Linked DNA regions of Sus scrofa: region 2 is linked to region 1. Evidence: chromatin contacts called from public Hi-C data. All regions are on one chromosome and are shown on one strand. The core of a region is the stretch at or near the end of the contact, and the rest is flanking DNA. Distances in the headings are between cores, read along the strand shown. Region 1 holds the start of PUM3 (pumilio homolog 3). Region 2 holds the start of VLDLR (very low density lipoprotein receptor).

Region 1 (4,566 bases), core at 520-3,019:
TAAATAAAAATGTAATACAGCAGAGGAGACAGGCAAGCAGAAAACTAAAACACAACATAGTTAAGCATTCTAACTGAAGTATATAAAAAGTGTTCAAAAAGCCACAGAGCTGAGAGAGCCCAATTCTGCCTTCTGAAGGAAAATAACAGGTTTCCCAGAGATAGAGGAACGTGTGATTGATCTTTACTCCTTTTGGCGGTCAGGTTCAGCATTGCACTTTGAAAGTACTGACCATTGAAAACCCAACTTCTAAATGCTGGCATTCCTCAAGTCTTCTCTCTATACACATCTCTCAAGGGGATTTCATCCAGTCCCATGGCTTTCTGTGCTGGACCCTTAAATTATTTCTCCCTTAGGAGTATCTTCTTGGACTCCAGACACGTATTGGAGTATCTTCTTGGACTCCAGACATGTATTCTAACTACCCACTTGAAACTTCCATTTATGTGTCTAATAAGCATCTTACACTTAACGTATACAAAATATAATTCTTTATATGTCTGCAGCACCTCAGTCACAGCTGTGGCTCAGATTCAACCCCTCGCCTGGGAACTTTCACATGCTGTGGGTGTAGCCAAAAAACAAAAAAAAAACAAACACTCCGCCTGGAAACAAAAATGTCCTCATCTATTTTTCCCCATTTCAGCATTGGCTCATCACCCACTCCAGTGGTCAAGTAAGAAGAGGAAACCCAAGATTTACCTGTGATAGTTTGTCTCCCTTGTCTGCTACATTCAATCCTTCACTAAGTCCTCTTAAATCCCCTTTAGTAACTTTAACTGACCCTCTAACCCTCCAACTTCAATCTCCACTACCACCACCCTGATCCAAACCATCGTCAATAATCTCTATATAATACATTCTATATGAAATACACTACATAATTATACAGACTATATAATAACTACACGCACTATATAATAATACAAATTACTACACATTATCTGAAGAGAACCGGGACCTGCTTCTCCCTTGCTTGTAAGTTTTCACTGTGTTGTACAAATGGGAATATTCTCCCATTGTAAAGAAAATCCATACTCCTAGCAAGCACTGACTCCCAAGCCCTACAGAACCTCCCACCCACCCATTTAACTTTGTCTTGTATCGCTGTACTTCTGGCTCACTACTCTGGCTTCGCTTCTACAGTTTCCACCTGAAGGACTTAGCCCAAGTTACTGTCTCTGCTGAAAGTGGTTTTCCCTGCGCTTCCAGATCCCAGGGTGGCCTCTTGTCATGCTCTGGATCTCGGCTTACTTCCCCCAAACACCCCCATCCTCCAGCTGAGCACTAAATTCGTTTCCCTCCCAACGCTTACAACTTGCAACCGTACATTCAGAGTGTAAACTGGGCACCCAGTCAAATATATGACAGAAAAGCTGAAAGCTACTAGCACACGCTGGGATTTTAGAGGCTGAAGGTAGTTCAAGTTAACCCAGCATTCTCAAGACAGCGAGATAGGGAGAGAAGTAAACCTGCTTTGGCAGTCAGGCTCCCATAAGACCTAAAACTCCCAGAGTAGAAAAAGCCATAGAAGATCAACCGGCGGATGACAGATGTGAACACCTCTATCCGAGAGACCCTCCCACTCCAGCGCCGGCGAGGGAACAAAGCCCTCCCGGGATCTGCAGCGGAGCGCGCTACACTCACCACACACGTGCGGGTCCGGGAAGCACGGGTCCTGGACCCACCGCGAGGACTTCCGCTTCCTAGCCCAGCCCCGCCCCTGTCTCCCTTTACCTTCTTCCGCAGCGGCGCTACGGTTAAGGGGAGGGAATTATCCAGAAAAACGGAAATTCGGCGTTGCTATTGGTCCGCTCTTACTTATATCTCATCGAGAGGCGCGAGGACTGAGCCACAAAGAGTTTTGGCCCTGGAAAGGACCCGTGGGGCGAAGACGGGATAACGGCTCCTGAAAGTGACGTCATTAACCCTGTCTTTCCCGGGAGGAGCTGGAGCTTTTCGCAAGGGCTCACCAATTGTGGCAGCGGAGAACTTGGCGCCACTAAACTGTAGGGGGAATTGAGGCTTAAACAGTTAAGAATTTTAGAATGGTTCATTCGCATCCTTTCTGGTATTCTAGAGGGGAGGATTAAAGGGATATGTCCGGAATCGGCTTGTATTGCGATCTCGGCTTTTTCTTCTGCTTGTTAGCTGCGTGGCTTACGACAAATGGCTGAATTTCTTTGAACCTTGGTTACTTGATCAAATAGCGATGGCTGTCATGTATGGAAAAAGCCTAGTACAGTGAATGATTGATAAATGTTTAACATTTTAAACGTCTGCCCTTCCGTCCAGAATGCAGTTATCCCACTATCCACTTAAGGAGATGAGACTGTAGTTAGGCTGCTACCTCATTTTGCAGGTGCAATGGGGTCAAACTTGGTCCGGTCAAACAACAGAATTTATTCTCTAATTGTTCTGGAGGCTAGAAGTTGGAAATCATGCTGTTAGAGAGTTTGTGCACCTTCTTCAGCCTCTAGGGAACAACTTTGTGCCTCTTTCCGCTTCTTGCGGTTCCAGACTTTCCTTGGCTTGGGCCGCTCCAGTCTCTGCCTCTGTCTTCACATGACTTTTTCTTCTATGTTTTCTCCTTTCCTATGTGTTTGTTTTTTTTTTTTTTTTCTTTTTTCTTTCTTTCTTTTTTTTTTTTTTTTTTTTGTCTTTATGTCTTTTCTAGGGCTGCACCCCCAGCATGTGGAGGTTCCCAGGCTAGGGGTCTAATCGGAGCTGTAGACACCCGGCCTACACCGGAGCCACAGCCACCCCCACGCCAGATCCGAGCCGCGTCTGCGACCTACACCACAGCCTACCGCAACGCCGGATCCTTAACCCACTGAGCGAGGCCAGGGATCAAACCCACAACCTCATGGTTCCTAGTCGGATTCGTTATCCACTGAGCCATCCTTTTCTATGTGTTGTAAAGGCACTTGTCTGTTTATTGAATTTAGGATCCCTCAGGATAATCAGGGATGATCACATTTAGATGTCTTTACTTAATTACATATGCAAAAATCTTTTCCCCAAATAAGGTCATTTTCATAGATTCTGCAGGAAGGGACACCAACATATCCTAAGCTCACTTAAGTCTCATAAGAAGTTAAGTAGGTCTTTCCCCCTCATGTTATGGAGAAAGGGAAGACATTCATTAATTTTGATCCAGATTCAAATTCAACCTGGCTGCCTCTGGACTACTTTCTGTAATTGATTATTTCTCCAGTAAAAGCTCAAGAGAAGAGACTGTAGAATGAGAATTGCAGGAGGTCCATCAGCAGTGCTTATTAGGCAAATAATATGGTATGTGCTAGGCAATTTTTTTTAATAATAATAAAATCTTCATAAATACACCTACCTGGAAGGGATGCATTTACATTTTCAACACCACAGGGAGTTCCCCTTGTGGCTCAGCGGGTTAAGAACCTGACTAATATCCATGAGGATGCAGTTTAGATCTCTGGCTTTGTTCAGTGATTAAGGATCTGGCATTGCTGTGAGCTGTGGTATAGGTCACAGACATGGCTCAGATCCTGAGTTGCTGTGGCTCTGATTCGACCCCTAGCCTGGGAGCTTCCATATGCCGTGGGTGTGGCCCTTAAAAAACAAAACAAAAACACCACAGAAAGCAGCACCCTATATCCTCTCACATACACCCAGGTACCTGTCTCAAATATATACATCAAATCTCTACTATTCGTCTACCTTCTTACCAGGGAGGAAAAAAATTTGTCACATACCAAAGTTCTGGACTATAAATAATAATTCTGTTGATCAAATATGCTGTCAAAAAGTTGACACAATGATTTGAGTGTTTTGTTTGGAGTGAGTTGGGAGTATCTTGTGGTTTTGCAGAACAAAAAAGTTTATAATTTTACAGTTAACTAAGTTAAGTCCATTAATACTTCAAATATCTAATGATCTAAATGTTGAGCATTATATGTATTCCTAGAAGCATAAAATGCTCTTCCTAAATGATAGTGCATTCAATTTAATCATAACATCTGGACTTGTACCAGTCCAAGAGGTTTATAGCAATGTAATTAAGAGCACTGACACTGGAATCAAATGAATCTGGCTTAAAATCCAAAGAATGTGTGATGGTGAGATGACAGTTAATTTGTATGGGCCTCAGTTTCTGCACATGTAAAATGGGAATACCACACTTAGCTTTGGGGGTTGCTGTGAAACTCAAAAGTGATAGTCTATTTAAACTTATCAGTTAATAGTAAATGTTGAATGATTGGGGGGGCAGATGGTATCCATTAGAAATGATTTTGGCTTTATGTGATGGAAAGTTCAGCTAATAGTGGCTTAATCAATAATTTTCTTCCCACAACAAAGATTCTGAAGGCAATGGTTGCTCTAGTTGAATGATCTAATAATGTCATCAAAGACCCAAGGTTTGGGAGTTCCGGTCGTCATGGCTCAGCAACAACAAACCAGTATCCAGGACGATGAGTGTTCGATCCCTGGCCTTTCTCAGTGCATTAAGGATCCCGAGTTGCTATGGCTGTGTTATAGGTCAGCAGCTACAGCTCCGTTTCGACTCCTAGCCTGGGAACTTCCATATGT
Region 2 (4,566 bases), core at 1,340-3,839, 220 kb before region 1:
ACAAAGCACTTTGACATTATGTGGATTGGCTTTGTGTTCAGGGTGCAGGCCAGAAGGCAGGCCCAAAGAGACATAGAGATTCTCCCAAGTTACACAGTCACTGAGAAGCAGAGCCAAAAGTTATGCTTCCTTTTGATTCAAAAAAATGCTACAGTAATTAAACCTAGAGCCCCAACTAAGTTCACCAACAGCTTATTTATATACTTAGTAAGACAGAAAGTTTAACACATTTGTCATAGATAAATCTTATTATACCATGTCAATGTTCAGCTTAGAGTATATATATTTATCTCTGAGTAAAATATTAAAAACAAGCCACATGACTATATTAATGTTGTGCCATTTCATATCAGTTCCACTCATCCCCTCTATCACCTTTTTTCTTCTATCAAGTGACACAGCTCATTATCAGACTGACAATACTGAGGAATACTGAAGATGCCAAGCACCTGTTTTACCATCATACCTAATGCCTGTTAGGTGAACAACACCTGCATGCATCTTCACTACTAAGGGCATAAAACAGAGTTCAACTCCATTCCACATGCAACATGTGTACGGCTGCTGCACTTTGTAGCAAATGTGTAACCACAGGTGAGAAAAATAGCAGTTCTAAAAGAACTATAGGGCAAGACTCCACCAAAACACTGTCAAACCCTGCAGGCTGGTCTGGATATCCTCTGGCCTCACCAAGGTGTATCCTGACCTGGAATTTTCCCTCTCATATGTTTCCTGGATACAGTCAGTTCCTAATAAACATCCCATCCCACGGCTAGCCTTGACAAATGCCCTGGAGCACCAGAAGAAGGAAAACACAACTAGGCAGGAGCCCTCTGCTTCTCAGATCACCAACAGAAGAGCACCAGAGCTGGTGCTATTTCAATCAGCAGAGTTTGAGTCATTCAACACACAAAACAACTTTTAAAAAATACATAAATACTTTAAGAAGATGAAATAGCTCCGTGTGCTCTCCCAGTCTGGTTAGATGCTTAACAGCCCACAGAAGACAATGCACCTCAACCAGGGGAAATTGTGCAAGAAAACCGAAGTACACAAAAAGCAAATTACAGGCTCAGTATTGCCAGGCACAAAACAGGAATCAATCCTTTACAGGAATCTTGCCTTTGCTTCCTTATTTTTTTCTTTCCTTAAGCCTCATAATTGAATGTTGCAAACTACATCAAGAAGAATCAACCTGCAGGTTTCCCCTCCCCCAACAAGAAAAGGTTAAGCTTCTAATTACAGGCCCTCCAACCATTATTTTGTGCAATTAGCAATTAACTATAATCGTTGATGAGAGAATGTAGAGCTGCACTACTGATATCCCTCCTCCTCATCCTAGACTGGGTTATTTTAGTCGCGTTCTATTTCAGAGGACTAACCACAACCGCGCGCGCACACTCTCCTTACACATGCTCTCACTTAAAGACACAGTTAATTTTTAGCAAAAATGGCATCTCAGCGTGCGCCTAAGATGATGTGGGGCATCCCCTACCCCACATCAGAATAGCCCAAACGTTTAGACCCACTCCTCTTCATCACTTTTAGGTGGAGAGAGGAGGCCCAAGGAAGAAGCTACCTACCAGCCTCATAATAGCAGCCGTTCTTTGGGGCGCAGGAGAGGGTGGTAGAGAGATGCTTGTTGCCCCTGAAAGCTGCAAGTCCCCCACCCCCCCGCCCGGGCTGTAAGCCCCGTTAGGGGGAAGGCGGTGGCAATAGCCTCAGTGGTTGCATCAGTGCTAACTGCTGCTGCTGCTGCTGCTGCTGCATTTACTGTTGGCGACTGCCGGGAAGGTACTGTAATGACTGTAGGGAGCGCACAGCTGCTGCGGCGGCAGGTTCCCGGGATCAGGAAATTAGGGCAGGCACCGGGGATTGGAGGCGAGGGCGGCGCGCGAGCCAACCAGCGACCGCCCCGGGCCCCCGTGAGCCCCGGGCGGACGCGCTGAGCAGCCGGATCTCAGGAGCAGTCCCGGCGGCAGCGGCGGCCACGGCCACGGCCACGGCCACTCACGCTCCAGCACATACTCTCACACCCCCCAGAGCAGACACCTGGCCACCCCGAGCTTTTAAGAGGAGCTCGTAGAGTGCGAAGGAGGGCTGAGGCCGCCGCGCCCGCCCCTACCCCCGCCGCCGCCGCCCGCGCCCCGCTGACCACTCCCCCTCCTGCCCCCTCCTCGCTCCTCACCCCGCGCTCCAGCAGCCGCCAGTGTGGGTGCTCCGCGGTCGGCTTCTCTCTCTTCTGTCTTCTCGGCCCTCCTCCCCACCCCCTCTCCCTTTCTCCCCTCCTCTTCCCTCCCCTCCTCTGCAGCGCCTGCATTATTTTCTGCCCGCGGGCTCGGCTTGCACAGCCGCTGCAGCCGGGGGAGGTGGGTGGGTGGGTTGGTGGGTGGGGAGGAGATTGTGCAAGTTGTAGGGGAGGGGGTGCCCTCTTCTTCCCTGCTCCCTTTACCCCCTTCTAACTCCTTCCCCTCCTCCCCCTCCCCCTCCTCCCTCCCCGCCCCCACCTCCTTCCTCCTTTCCGAAGGGCTGGTAACTTGTTGTGCGGAGCGAGCGGCGGCGGCGGCACCACCATCCAGGCGGGCACCATGGGCACGTCCGCGCGCTGGGCGCTCTGGCTGCTGCTCGTGCTGTGCTTGGCGCCCCGAGAAAGCGGCGCCACTGGAGCGGGTGAGTGAGGACGCGCCCCTCCGCGGGCTGCCCAGACCCAGCCGAGGTGCTGGGGGCCCCCCCCCCGCCGAGGAGCGGGTCTCCTTTTGCCCACCCCCCCTCCTAGGAGGCGCCTCTCCGCTCTCGTCGCCTTCTTTCTCTCCCCACCCTGGTGGCGCCTCTGAGCTGACTGTCAGCACCTCGGCTACCGGGAGCCGGGCTGGGGGGACAGTGGGGTTTGGGGTGTCCTAAAGCCTGGCCCGAACTATCTTCATTCCCCTACACTCCCTCCCCCAAGGCCACTGCTTTGCCTCATTTTTCACCCTGCTGGGCCGGGGATGGGGAATGTGGGCTTCTGAGCCATTGAACAATGGTTCTGTCTCCTCTGCCAGGCGGAGTGTTAGGAAGGAGGCAGAGGGCCGGGTGGGCCGAGACGTGCGCGGCAGCTCCCGGCGCGCTCCTCCGACTTAAGCGAGGGTGGGAGGGGGCGGTGGATGAGGATGGGCGCCTGCGAGAACGCTGGGCGCTGGGTGCCGGCCGGGGCTAGGGTCTCCCTCGGTGGTGAGAGGGCGCGCGATCTGTGGGCTGCTGCGGGGAGTCTCCGCCGAGCGTCGAGAAGTGCGCAGCCTGCGCACCCGGACTGCGACTCCCCAGGCGCCGGGCCGTCTCTCTGGAGTGCGGGTTAGATGACTAGTGAGGCTTGAAATAGGACTCCCTCCCCCAGCTCTAGATAGTTCTCCCCTCTCCCCTTTCCACTCTCTGGGCCGCGTTTATAAACCTCTCGGGTCTCCAAGATAGCAGAACGAGGGAGGGGAGTGGAAAGAAGACTTAATCAGGTTAGTTTGCTGAGCCTCGTTCCCGGTGAGATTTCCTCGAGAGGAATCGAGTCCTAATCTAGTGACTGTAATTAGCCTTCATTCTAAACAATACATCAAAGGGAGCAGCGCGAGAACTGGGAGAGCTGGTGTGTGACTGTAGTTTGTTGGGGAGGGCGGTGGTGACTACTGTCAGGTCCCCAGGGTCTGCCGCACTGGGCCTGGGAGCCCTGTGCTCAGCCACTCTCCCACTTGGGGCCGCACAACTTTCCCAGGCAGGCGACAGGAAGCCCTTCTCAGAAGATTCCGTGAGGATCCTGGCGAGTCTCTGAATTGACCTGGAAAGGACACTGAGGGGCTGGCTCGCCAGGTCTGGGGAATTGGCAAACTGCCCCGTCCTATGTACCCATTCCAGAGACCCTAGCTCTTGTGTCCCCAGTGGCGTTGGAGGCCTGCCTGCCTGCCTGCCTGCAGTCACGTGTCTTCTGAAGTGAGAGCGAACTTTAAAGCGTCCAGGCAGCCTCTCAAGCAATACTTGGGGACTTGAGCCTCCGAAAGCCCCTTGCCCTTAGATGCCAGTTGTCCGGAGCGTGAGAAGCTGGGACGGGCTTTTCTGCGCTCTGCGATTGGCTGGCCGCCCGATCACGTTTCGGTTGGTCACATGGCTCCCAGACTCATAATTTAGCAGCCTGAGAAATGTTATCTTTAAGGGAACATAAAAAACGGACAGGCTCCAATGGACTGTTCTCTCAAATGCTTTCCCCTGCCTGTGCGCCTTGAAAAGGGCGCGTGCGTAGCAAAGATGGCCTGTGATGTGTAACAAAACTGAGAACTTGGAGTATCCCTGCTTAGGAAAGTTTTCAGACGCTAACATTAATCATTAATGGATGAGCAGTACTAACTTATTAAGCGATTTCTCAGACTAGTGCCCTGACTTGCATTACACCTTTCATATCATTTCAGAAGACTAAGATATACCAGAAACTACTGATCATTGTGCAGGAAAAAAGGAGAAAGGATTTTTTTTTTTTTTTTTTTTTTTTTGCTGTGTGTTCTCTTCATATTCTTTTTTTTTCCTGTTAAAATTTTTTCTGTTAAAATT

Evidence for each region. Hi-C and Micro-C count contacts between places; a contact is called where the count stands out from the background.
Region 2: a Hi-C map of skeletal muscle shows a contact between it and region 1, with 3 times the contacts expected there. The contact joins the promoter of VLDLR here to the promoter of PUM3 in region 1. A contact is called at or near these places in 4 of 47 Hi-C or Micro-C datasets (embryonic fibroblasts, fetal heart ventricle, heart right ventricle and 1 more) and 2 of 2 datasets of contacts at active chromatin or transcription factors (alveolar macrophages and skeletal muscle).

The regions. Positions count from the first base shown.
Region 1 is chr1:218,991,342-218,995,907 of Sscrofa11.1, reverse strand. PUM3 (pumilio homolog 3) reads right to left here and starts at 1,769. Exons shown (of 18, transcript XM_001927669.7): 1 at 1,648-1,769.
Region 2 is chr1:219,207,729-219,212,294 of Sscrofa11.1, reverse strand. VLDLR (very low density lipoprotein receptor) reads left to right here and starts at 2,589. Exons shown (of 18, transcript NM_001199890.1): 1 at 2,589-2,670. The coding sequence starts at 2,589.